Linked DNA regions of Mus musculus: regions 2 and 3 are each linked to region 1. A link is a contact called in public Hi-C data. All regions are on one chromosome and are shown on one strand. The core of a region is the stretch at or near the end of the contact, and the rest is flanking DNA. Distances in the headings are between cores, read along the strand shown. Region 1 has its middle 270 kb from the start of Tns3. Region 2 has its middle 130 kb from the start of Gm36720. Region 3 has its middle 200 kb from the start of Gm36720.

The links. A called contact is a pair of places that touch in the nucleus more often than the background predicts.
Region 2: a Hi-C map of uterus shows a contact between it and region 1, with 4 times the contacts expected there. The contact joins two enhancer-like sites. A contact is called at or near these places in 13 of 484 Hi-C or Micro-C datasets (the AML12 cell line, cerebellar granule neurons, cerebellum and 9 more) and 1 of 115 datasets of contacts at active chromatin or transcription factors (astrocytes).
Region 3: a contact with region 1 is called in a Hi-C map of uterus, with 5 times the contacts expected there. The contact joins two enhancer-like sites. A contact is called at or near these places in 4 of 484 Hi-C or Micro-C datasets (embryonic stem cells and uterus) and 1 of 9 other capture datasets (embryonic stem cells).

The regions. Positions count from the first base shown.
Region 1 is chr11:8,389,959-8,393,486 of GRCm38.p6, reverse strand. No RefSeq gene overlaps it. Among named protein-coding and RNA genes, the nearest start is that of Tns3, 270 kb to the left of the region's middle. Within about 2 kb of position 1,941, at least 2 of the 459 cell types and tissues checked have an H3K27ac peak or open chromatin away from gene starts, as enhancers often do. A contact at or near this core is called in uterus, where this site is marked.
Region 2 is chr11:7,559,623-7,563,150 of GRCm38.p6, reverse strand. No RefSeq gene overlaps it. Among named protein-coding and RNA genes, the nearest start is that of Gm36720, 130 kb to the right of the region's middle. Within about 2 kb of position 1,545, at least 17 of the 459 cell types and tissues checked have an H3K27ac peak or open chromatin away from gene starts, as enhancers often do. A contact at or near this core is called in uterus, where this site is marked.
Region 3 is chr11:7,623,864-7,627,391 of GRCm38.p6, reverse strand. No RefSeq gene overlaps it. Among named protein-coding and RNA genes, the nearest start is that of Gm36720, 200 kb to the right of the region's middle. Within about 2 kb of position 1,916, at least 7 of the 459 cell types and tissues checked have an H3K27ac peak or open chromatin away from gene starts, as enhancers often do. A contact at or near this core is called in uterus, where this site is marked.

The DNA.
Region 1 (3,528 bases), core at 692-3,191:
CAAGCCTTAAAAAATAAATATGAGATAAAGAGTTGTTTTCTCTGTGATGCAAACAAGAAAGACAGTATGAAGGGCAGGCTTGCTGCCTCCCTCCCGGCCCCAGAAGCTCACTACATCTTCCGTTGTTCCAGGATTGGCCTGATTAGGCCGATGAGGAGATGAAGAAAGGACAGACTCACAGACACAAGCACAGACAATCTGTGATTATGTGAGGTGTGCAGGATCTGATGGGGCCACACCAATTCTACCAGGTATGAAGCTAAAACCTCAGTGTGTTCATTATGAACCACACAGGAGAGTTAGCTAGTCTTGGTAGGAGGTCTCTGCAGGGAGCAGTTTCAGGTTATAAACATCCAGAGTCAAGGAACTGCAGTTGCTAGTTTTTGCCATCAATAATTCATAAAAACTCATAGTTAAACCAGAGGAAGTCTTTGCTATCCCTCTGAGCCTCTCCTAGTCATACAAGGGATTCCATTTGATTTAGAGCAGAATTCTATACATAACAGTTATTAAGCAATTCAGTTATTCAAGTCATGGTTCTAGCTTATCCTAGAAGCAGGTGACCGAGGAGAGATGAGTGTTCTCAGCCGAGAAGGAATTTTGGGGTCTGGGAATAACTACCCAAACCATGCAGACACCAGTCTCAGTCAAATAGGGATGGCTTATTGAATGACACATGCCAAGACGTATCGGAAGGGGCCACATGTCAGACTTGGGAGATGCCTGTGATGCTGAGTGAAGATCCTCTACGGTTTTTTTTTAAAGCTTGAGATTTCAAACATCTTTGCCAAGTTATTCTGTCAATTAGAATTTAGGGATTGGGGACTTCCTTAGAAGCATGCCTTTGTTGTACACTTGTCCTGTTCCCATGGGTTGGGCTATTCAACTATGGCAGGGGACTTGCCTTGCCTAACATTCATATTTTAACTTGTCTACCAGGATGCCAGTTGCCCACATACATTTCTCTTTCTTTCAAATAGGATGTCAGGTCCCAGGGAGGTCTTGGGAACTCAAACTTTACTTGACCCCTACTCAAAATGGAAGTCCTATTCCAAATAGTCTTTTGTATTGATGCAGATGTCCTTCTTGTGTTGGGGTCCATGCCAGGGGCAGGTTATAAAAGCAAATACCATAATAAGCTCATACACAGGTGTAGGAAGTGCTGGTGGGTGGGTGGTGTGGGTCCGAGCTTATTGTGGGTAACAGTACAAAGCAGTTCTACTGACTTCTATTGTGATTGGTTTCCAAGGGCACAGAACATAACAGGATATTTAATCAACCTGGGCGTGAGAAAGTTTCCTAGTAACAGCAGAAACAACGTATGAGAAAGTTTCCTTATAATATTAGTAACAAAACAAAATGTCAGGCTAGCCAGGTAACAGTTACCTAGGCCTTATCATGCCATCTGGACCTTAACAAGGAGGTAACCATGCAGTCAGGGAAACCCTGGGACCTGAATGCAAAGGCAGGAGCTGGGCAATGATAGGAGGAAGCTAGGAAGGAGGAAGTTCTTGAACACGGGGCTCCTCCCTAGTGCTTCAACTAGAGAAGAGATTCAGGTAGACATATGCCCGGAACTGGAGTAGCCCAGGACAACTTAGAAACTCATAAGTTTTCGTGGAATTGCCTATCCCTGGATGTGTGCAAAGGCAGTCCAGAGCCTGGCAATAGGACTCAGCACTGGCCCTTCCAGTGACATCAGGCCCCCAGTCCTCAGGACCGACTTATGGAAAGTAAAGGCCCTGGCCCCTTGGCAGCTTTGCAATGGGCTCGAGATTGCAAAAGAGAGCACACTCGGGAAGCTGTGCCTCTCCCACCTTTCTTTTTTTATTGTAAACAAAGAAATTGCCAAAATAGAAACTCTCTCCCTCTCTTGTCCTCTCTGAAAGTGATAATGTGGATGATCCATCATTTTTATTTTGTGTGCTGAGTGATCGTGGAGAGATGGACACTCCTCTCTCTGTTGGCCGGTGTACTCTTGTCCCCATCAACAATCGCATCTGGCACCTCCGAATGTTTATTTCAACTTCATAATTAAAGAAGAATGTTAAGTGTGCAACTTGAGTCTACTCTAACTGCTGGAAAGAGCATGGATAATGAAACCCCTTGAGAAAAGCTTAGAGAGGGAAAGGGGAAAAAAAAGCCACATTTACAAATAACAAATTTGGAAAAAAAAAAAAAACCCAGAGCATTTTGGTTTAGGACACGTGCAGCTTTCTTAGACCATTCTCATTATTTATTTATTTATTTTTAAGAAAACAAAGGTCTTGTGCAAAATGAACAAATGGAATCAACTGTAGCAATAATTTCAAGATAATCATAGAAACCAAACAAGGAAAAAGGCATGTGGAGACAAGAGGTGAGGGTATGACAGTCTATATTTTTAAAAAGTGACAGATGAATAAATTTAAAAGGGGATCCTTGTCACTCTGCCTATGTTCACTTGTGTCAGACACAGATTCTTAGCACAGGATTTTCCAGAGAGTGCACCACCATCTCAGTGAGCTCTATAGCAACCAGGGATGGTCCTTGTCTTAGGACTACCCACCAGGAAGCTGGGGTGATCTTCCACATCATAGGCCTACTGGGCATGCAGCTTAAGTTCATCTCTTTCTGTCTCTACTCTCTGTCTGTCTCTGTCTCTGACTTTCCCTCTACCTCTTTGCTTCCCTCCCCTTAATCTCTTGGTATCTCTCTGTCTCTCTCTGTTTCTTTCTCTGTCTGTCTCTGTGTCTCTATCTCTGTTTCTGTATCCCTGTCTCTTTCTGTGTATATGTGTATGAATTTGTAGTGTGCTTTCTGTGTCTGTCTGTTTGTCTGTCCATCTGTCTGTCTGTGTGTATGAGTTTGTAGTGTGCCTTCTGTGTCTGTGTCTGTGTCTGTGTCTGTCTCTCTCTCTCTCTCTCTCTCTCTCTCTCTCTCTGTAGTATGAGTTTGTAGTATGTTTGCCTATACCAGTCTGTTCTGTTGTAGACAGTCCCAATCAGCTATGGACACCATGGAGGGAGCAGGCACCATGCCTGAGAGGTGGTCTCATGCTTCCAGGTGATGTGGAGAAGGAGGACTTCGATGTGATGCTACTGAGGTCTAGAGCTCAGTCCAAGGCAGTGATATCTCTTACATGTATAGCCCAGGTCCTTGTAGAGAGATGCCCTGAAACCCTTGGGGAAGACATCTGTTGAGATAGCCATCTTAAGGAGGTTACAGGCATGGGCTGGTGGGCTGGTGGTGCTTACACATACATTCAAAGGATGATCTTAGCCGTGCATGTTTCTGTCCTATTTATAACATTGGTGTTGCCTGGTGAGTGAGGATTGCAAGCTCAGCCTGTCAGAAAACTAACCACATGCCCTTGCCTCCAAGGGAAAGACTGGATAGATACCTTTATAGCCAGCTTATTATGGAGGCCTAGGAGAGTTTGCTACTGGGCTAACTAATCCTTTATATGGTGATTGTAAAAACCACTGACCTGTGACTCTGTCTTAGGGAAGCCTCCACTAATGCCTTCGGTTGTGCTTGTTTTTTTTT
Region 2 (3,528 bases), core at 296-2,795, 830 kb after region 1:
GGCTTTTTAGAGGAGGCTCTGCTGCCCAGGTACCATACTTGTTCTAAAATTCATTTCTGATGGCCCTTGACTACATTGTGGGATGCTGGCTCCTCTAGGACAGCAGTTGCTTCAGCAAATTACGAACTAAGAAGACAAAAGAGAGTCTTGAGCAAGACAGAAACATCATGTGCATTCTATGGCTTTTTGTGTACTTTAGTTGACTATATAAGTCATTGGGAAGCAAGCTCCAGGGGATGAATGATAATCAAGAGACAGGGATCTTTGGGAAGAGTTAAAAAAGACTACTGAGTCCTCCACTAAGAGGCCCATTCCAGGGGGCTGGTGAGATGGCTCAGTGGGTAAGAGTACCCGACTGCTCTTCCAAAGGTCCAGTGTTCAAGTCCCAGCAACCACATGGTGGCTCACAACCATCCGTAACAAGATCTGAGGCTCTCTTCTGGTGTGTCTGAAGACAACTACAGTGTACTTACATATAATAAATAAATAAATAGATAAATAAATAAGGCCCATTCCAGATTGTCATGGTGACCTGAATCTCCCCAAGAAGCCTCTTAGAATTTTTAGTATGTTGCTTCTCTATTGATTTCAGTAACCTCCTTAATTCCTCATATCTACTTAAAATGTTAAGTAGGTATTAAAATGCCCTTTCCTAAATAATCAAATACAGTTCTAGCTCCGTGCTGTATTAGTTCCTTTCCTTGTGCTTTAATAAAACACCAGGATCAAGGACAACTTGAGAAAGAGTTTAGAGTTCTAGAACACCATGATGGTGGAGCTCAGGGAAGGTAACAAGGACCAGTCTTGGTGGCTGGGGCAGATGTTTGAGAGCTCGCATATTAAACCACAGGCATGTGGCTTAAGCAGAGGGAGAAGGAGGGGGAGGGGAGAGAGGAGATGGAGAGGGAAACTGAAAGTAGGGCAGAGTCATTAAACTCTCAAAGCCTACCCTTAGTTATATCCTTCCTTCTGGAAGGCTTCATGAATCTCCTAAACCTCCCCAGAGTGCCACCAAGTGTTCACTCAGCGACAGGGGAGCCAAGGGTGAATGTTCTCATCCCACTGGACCTGATCTTACTTTCTTCCCTTCTGTTCCCTATGCATGATTCATTATCTGACCCTTTGTGCCCATTCCATTGGGGATACCAATTTAGTGTTTGTTATGCATGATAATTGGTTAGAGGTTTTTCTTCTCTAAATGATGCTCCAAAGAGTAATTTAAAAAGAAAAAAACAAACAAACAAACAAAACAAAACAAAAACAAATTCATGTCCAGAAGACTCTTTTTCACATCATGCACTCCCAAAAACCTACAAACAGAACACAGGGTCTTGATAGTCATGTATCCTGCTGACATGTTAGGTCAGGAGTATCTCCTGGAATTGCTTGCTTAGAGGCATGAATAATTTAGGGACCTCTCAGAAGTCAGGGGATTACGTCAGGGCAGGTGATTTAATGCTGAGTCACCTGTGCTGACAGAACTGTCACACCCTACTAGTTCACCTGCTCTCAAAGTTCCCTCAGGGAAATCCTAAGAACTGCTAAAGCCCATATGCTGTGTTTCTGAGTAACTCATCACCACAGCCAGACTCAGGGCTGGCAGGGTGGGGAGCTTAGCTAGTCCTCATGGGATATTTGTCAATCAACACTACAATTACTTGAGGCTTTGTTGAAACCTGTGGGGGACTAACAGGCACACAGAAAGAACTGAAAGTAAAGGTGTTGGGGGTTTTGTTTGTTTTGTTTTTTCTTATTGAAGTTAAGGTTTTGCAAGTATCCTTGCAAAGACAAAAGAAATATATTGTCTGGAAGTGATCCACATGCAAATATTTCATATACTAAGATAAGAAAGACCAAGAATCTCACACCAAACTTTCATTTGGAAGTTTTTATTTCTCTTCTGTTTGTTTGCTTGCTTGTTTTTAATTTTTATTGGTTATTTTATTTATTTACATTTCAAATGTTATTCCCCTTCCTGGTTTCCCCTGCACAAACCCCCTATCCAACCCCCAGGCCCTGCTTCTATGAGGGTGTTTATTTCCCAAGAGCTAAAACTAATAAAAGTAAAAGGAAGCAGCTGTCCTTCCGAATATCACTGGACACATGAAAGAATAAGCTCTCTTTTGTGAATTGGTAGTTATTATCACATAAATGCGTATTTATTTATTACATTTGTATGTAGAGGCTGTATTTAAAAGAGACTTTTTCTAACTAAGCATTAAAAATAAGATTCTCAAATTACAACTCAAAAATCCCAGTTTCTATGATGTAAGTAGACTATGATATATTGAGAGATGTCAAAGCAAGTAGATTCACCATCAATGGTTAGTTGCAGGAACTGTGAAGATTCAACACTGTTCTGTTGTGTGTCTTCTAAAAACCCTTCTGATGGAAGCTTATAAGATAGCTCTCTGCACAGCAAACACAAGCTTCACTTTCAGAGGCAACATAGGTTGACTGGCTTGAAATTTTGATGTGGCTTCCTTTGAGGGAATGAAAAGATTGGCCCAAAACACACTCCTCACTTGCAGTGTATCATCAGCCTGGACAGACACCATGAAATCACTCCCTGAGACTCTATCCATCCTCTGTGGGAGAGGTAGCAGAGACTGAGCCATTTAGGACCATTAAAAATGAACAGAGTATATCTCTCTGACCTGTTAAGTTAGTCCACGTTCAATGTCACGCATTAGAACAAGAGTTGTACATGAGAAAATGCAGTTTCTGCTTTCCACCAGGGGAGGTAAGAGAGAATGGTTTCAGCATGTGTTGCTTCTGAAGGAAGACTTCTGTCTTATGGAACACACTGCTGATGTAGATCGTGTGCACAAGCTGACTCTGTGGCTTCATGTTCTGAACTTAATCCTGGAGTCCCCAGTTAGATCACATATGGGTCAGTCCATTCACCCTTAAGTATCCTACTTGCATCCTATGCATCATGAGACACAAAAAAACTATTGGGAAAGAGTGAGGAAGGGCTGGGCAAGGTACATGCAAGGCTCTGACTTCTATCTTCAAGCTGCTTTTGGTTATAGCTTTTGTCACAGCAATAGAAAACAAAGTAACACAGTTAGTAATTTTACAGGTAAGAACAGGAGAAGTCTAAGACTTATATGATCCTTTATTTCCTATTCCATCCAGTAAGGTTTGTGTTTTGGATGCAATAAAGTTTATACTCTATGGTCATGTATTCTGTGGGTTTTAATCTACTATTTTTTAATGCCACATCAGAATACCAGGTAGAACATAACCATCACCCCAGAACTTGCCATGGGCAGTCTTGATTTCGTAATTCTTCGTCTCCACCCAAACTCTGACAGCTGCTTGTAATTTTTGTTTCTTTTATTGTTTTTAAGGAGTCATGTGTATAGAATCATACAATAAATCTTAGCCTGTGTTCTTTAACTTCACACTCAAAATTTATCAATCATTTTATTGTGTAAATTACACCATACCTCTTTTCATTGCTGAGCACCACTATGTTGTATGAATGCTCCATAATTAGTTAACCCAGTATGTTACTGTAAG
Region 3 (3,528 bases), core at 667-3,166, 770 kb after region 1:
CCATGCTGAGGCCATACTTCCTTAATTAAGTAAATCGTCATATACATCTGCATACTGTATTCCTGTCTGAGTGGCAGCCATGAGGAACAAAAGATGTGTCGAAGGAGAAAATCTGCCATACATGTCCACATTTATAAGGGAGGGCTATCCAAGTGTGTCCAAAAATATACTACTTGTAAATATGGGTCTCCAGGAGCATTGCCTGATTAGCCTACAGTTTGAGGACTGGTGAGTCACCAAGGTTATCCTGCTAGGTTTAGCTCTGCCTTTTCATAAATCTCTCCCTTCCATAACCCCATAAACTCATGAATTAACAGAAAGGCTCAGCTACCACACTAGAGACAATAAACACAGTCACAATAACCAAAATGGTCAGAGGCAGGTGGATCTCTGTGAGTTCAGAGGAAGCCTAGTCTATATAATGAGTTCCAGAATAGACAGAAGTAAAAGAGTTCCTGTTCCAAAAGGAAAGAGAAAGAAAAATAATGAGGGAGGAGGGAGGGAGGGGAGGAGGGAGGGAGGGAGGGAGAGAAGAAGGGAGGAATGAAGGAAGGAAAATCCACTGTTATACCTTTCAACTGTTTGTATTCTCTTCTGTATTCATAAAACAAGACTACTGACATTGTCTGCCCAAATCAGGACACTTCAGCTGAGTGTTCAAGGGTAATGTGGGGTCTAATGATGAGTCCACATTACTTTTCTTGGTGATCACGATCATCTCCAACATGAAACCTGTCAGTTCTCGGATTATCTCCTTAACTGGAGCCCCACTGCCACTTTGCATCTACCCAACCGCTATACCCATCTCTGCCCATACCGTCCTCAGTCCACCCCCCTATCTTACAACTTCCCTTTTCTCCAAGATCCTTCCTTACAGCAAGGATCATCCTGGATGGTTCCTTTAATTTGCAACACAACCTAGAATCTCTTGAGAAAGGCAGAGAGCCTTAATGAAGGATTGCTACAGGAGATTCACCCATGGGCATGCCTGGCAGCAGTGAGAGTAAGGGGTGGGGGCTGGCGGGGAGGGGGAGAGCTTCACTGCCTTATTTGATGTTGAAAGATCCAGCCTGAAAGTTGGTAGCACAATTCTAATTTGTGGCTCTAGATTGTATAAGAGTGAAGGAAGATAACTGCATTTATTTCTCGACAATCTTTACATGGCTATTAGGTGACTAGTTTTTGGGAGTTCCTGCAACTATGACTTCCTGACACTAGTGAACTGTAACCTAAAATAGTGAGCTAAAATGAACCTTTTATTCCCTAAATTGCTTCTGATCAGAGTATATGTATATATACTGATCAGTATATATATATAATACACATATATGTGGCATATATTAGATATATAATAAAAGGCATATATATTTATATATATATATATAATATAAATATATACACACACATACATATATGTATAATCACTACAACAACAAAATGAAACTAGAACACCACCCTGTCCAGCCGGGCAGCATCATGTCATGTGACCCTGTCTCTCCTGGCTCAGCATGTGGACACACTGATAAATAACCTCATTTCTTTTAAAGAAGACTTGTACCTCCTGCCAAAGACAAATGAATGCTAGCTCGGTTAAAAGTCCCTAAGCCATAAATTTTGCACAGGCTTAAGACATGGAGAACATTTCATTTCCCTTATGACTAACTAAAAAGAAAAGGAAAAAGAAAATGCTCCATCCAGCAGCCACCAAACACCTGAGCAGTCAGCTGTCAGGGTGATTCCATTCTAATGGTTTGCCCATGTGAGAGGAGAGAAAGAGATGCATCCTTCTTCACTCTTCGTGTGTTTTACTTCTGGCAATTGCTTCCATTGGCAAATGTGGAAACTCTTGCAACAGTCACGAATAAAACAAAGCTGCAAAGTTTCCATTTCATAGGCAAGCCAGGATTGCCTCAGAAATGGAAGCCCAGCAATATCACATGTGTCTCCCGGCATCCAGCTGGCAGCCCTTCTCCACCAATGTGTGCAAAGAGGTGCTCTCTTGAGCTCCAGCCAAGAGGTTTCAATCTTACCCACTTCTCAGCTTTCCTTTCCACAGGGAAGAGCTGGATTGCTTGTCAGATATATTCCAAGACACAATGCATGCAACCCCCAAGGCTCAGCCTGAGTTCTCATTCCAGTAAGTCCAACAGGAGAGACATAAGGTTAAGCATCAGCCCCCACCCAGATGGCATCCTTGCCTACATTTTCCACCTTATTTGCCATCAGTTCAATAGCACACAGCTGAACAAAGCTACCCCTCTGTGACTACAGATTTTTATGACGTGTTCTCAGCACCTGCCTCCTCCATCCATATCACTGTTTTCCTATTGAGTGTACTTTGTGCATATAGCTCCACCTTCGAATCGTATAGCTCCCTTAACTTCAGGGCTACATCTATGTGACTGGCTCAGTGACATTCAGTGTGTCCTCACTCTGTGGCCGGGTCTCCCAGAAGGCTCCAGAGCTCATCAACTTTCAAATAAACACTGGATCTTTTCAAATGATAACTCCTTAAATCCCTTCCACGGTAGCTGGCAATCAGAGCCTCACTTTCTGTCTCCATGAACTTGACAACTGGTACTTCATATGAAGGGAATCATACAACATGTATCCTGTGGCTAGCTTGTCTCTCTTAACATAACATATTAAGGTTCACCCATTTTTATCATATGTCAAAATTCCCTTTCCTTTAAGGTTGAACAATACTCCACAAAGTAGCTGCACACCTCCCATATCCATTTATTTACCCTGGGGCACATGAGTTATATCCACTGCTTATCTATTTATTGTACATAAAGGGAAAGGGATAATACTGTGCCATGGAGTTTTCAAATTGCAATTTGAGGTAAAAAGGAGAGATGCTATTGCATGAAGAAGTGAAGCTACCTGAGAGTCTTCAGTTTTATGTATAGAAAACAGCTGTTATGAGCCTCATGGGACTAAGGCAACCAGGGCTCCTCTAAGAAGGGTTCTCTCAATGCTGAGTGTTCAATCTGGATTCAAATTTCCTGTTGTCAGAGCAAGTGATACAGAGATGAATAAAAAATCCCTTTTCCTTTTCCTTGAGTGTAAGACAGAGATATATAGGTAAAGATACCACAAGAGAGTGTTGGGATAGCCTGTGGGTTCCCGAGCCAGAGGAGGGATGGTAGATTCTTGCCTATACCCCAAAAAGCTTTCAGAGAGCACAACAGGAGTGTGACTGCTCTCTACCCAAATCAGGCTTGGGTCTACTCAACTCCATAGAAAGGCCACATCCTGATAAAGCTGGTTAGTTTAAGGATGCCCCAAGAGAAGAGAGGCACAGGTGACTCCGGCAGAGTTGGTGAGGAGATGGCTCACTGAGGTGGAGCATGGAAAGGAGAGGGCCAGCTGTTAGAGTAGAATGTTGTAACCAGTCTTTGTTGCTTCAGGGTTAGATGGATTTTATTAACTATCAATTAAAATATACCATTACATGGTAGAGTTCAGTTCTTCCAAATACAGGACAGGAAAAGAGATTTAATCTTTATCGATCTTTATTTCTGA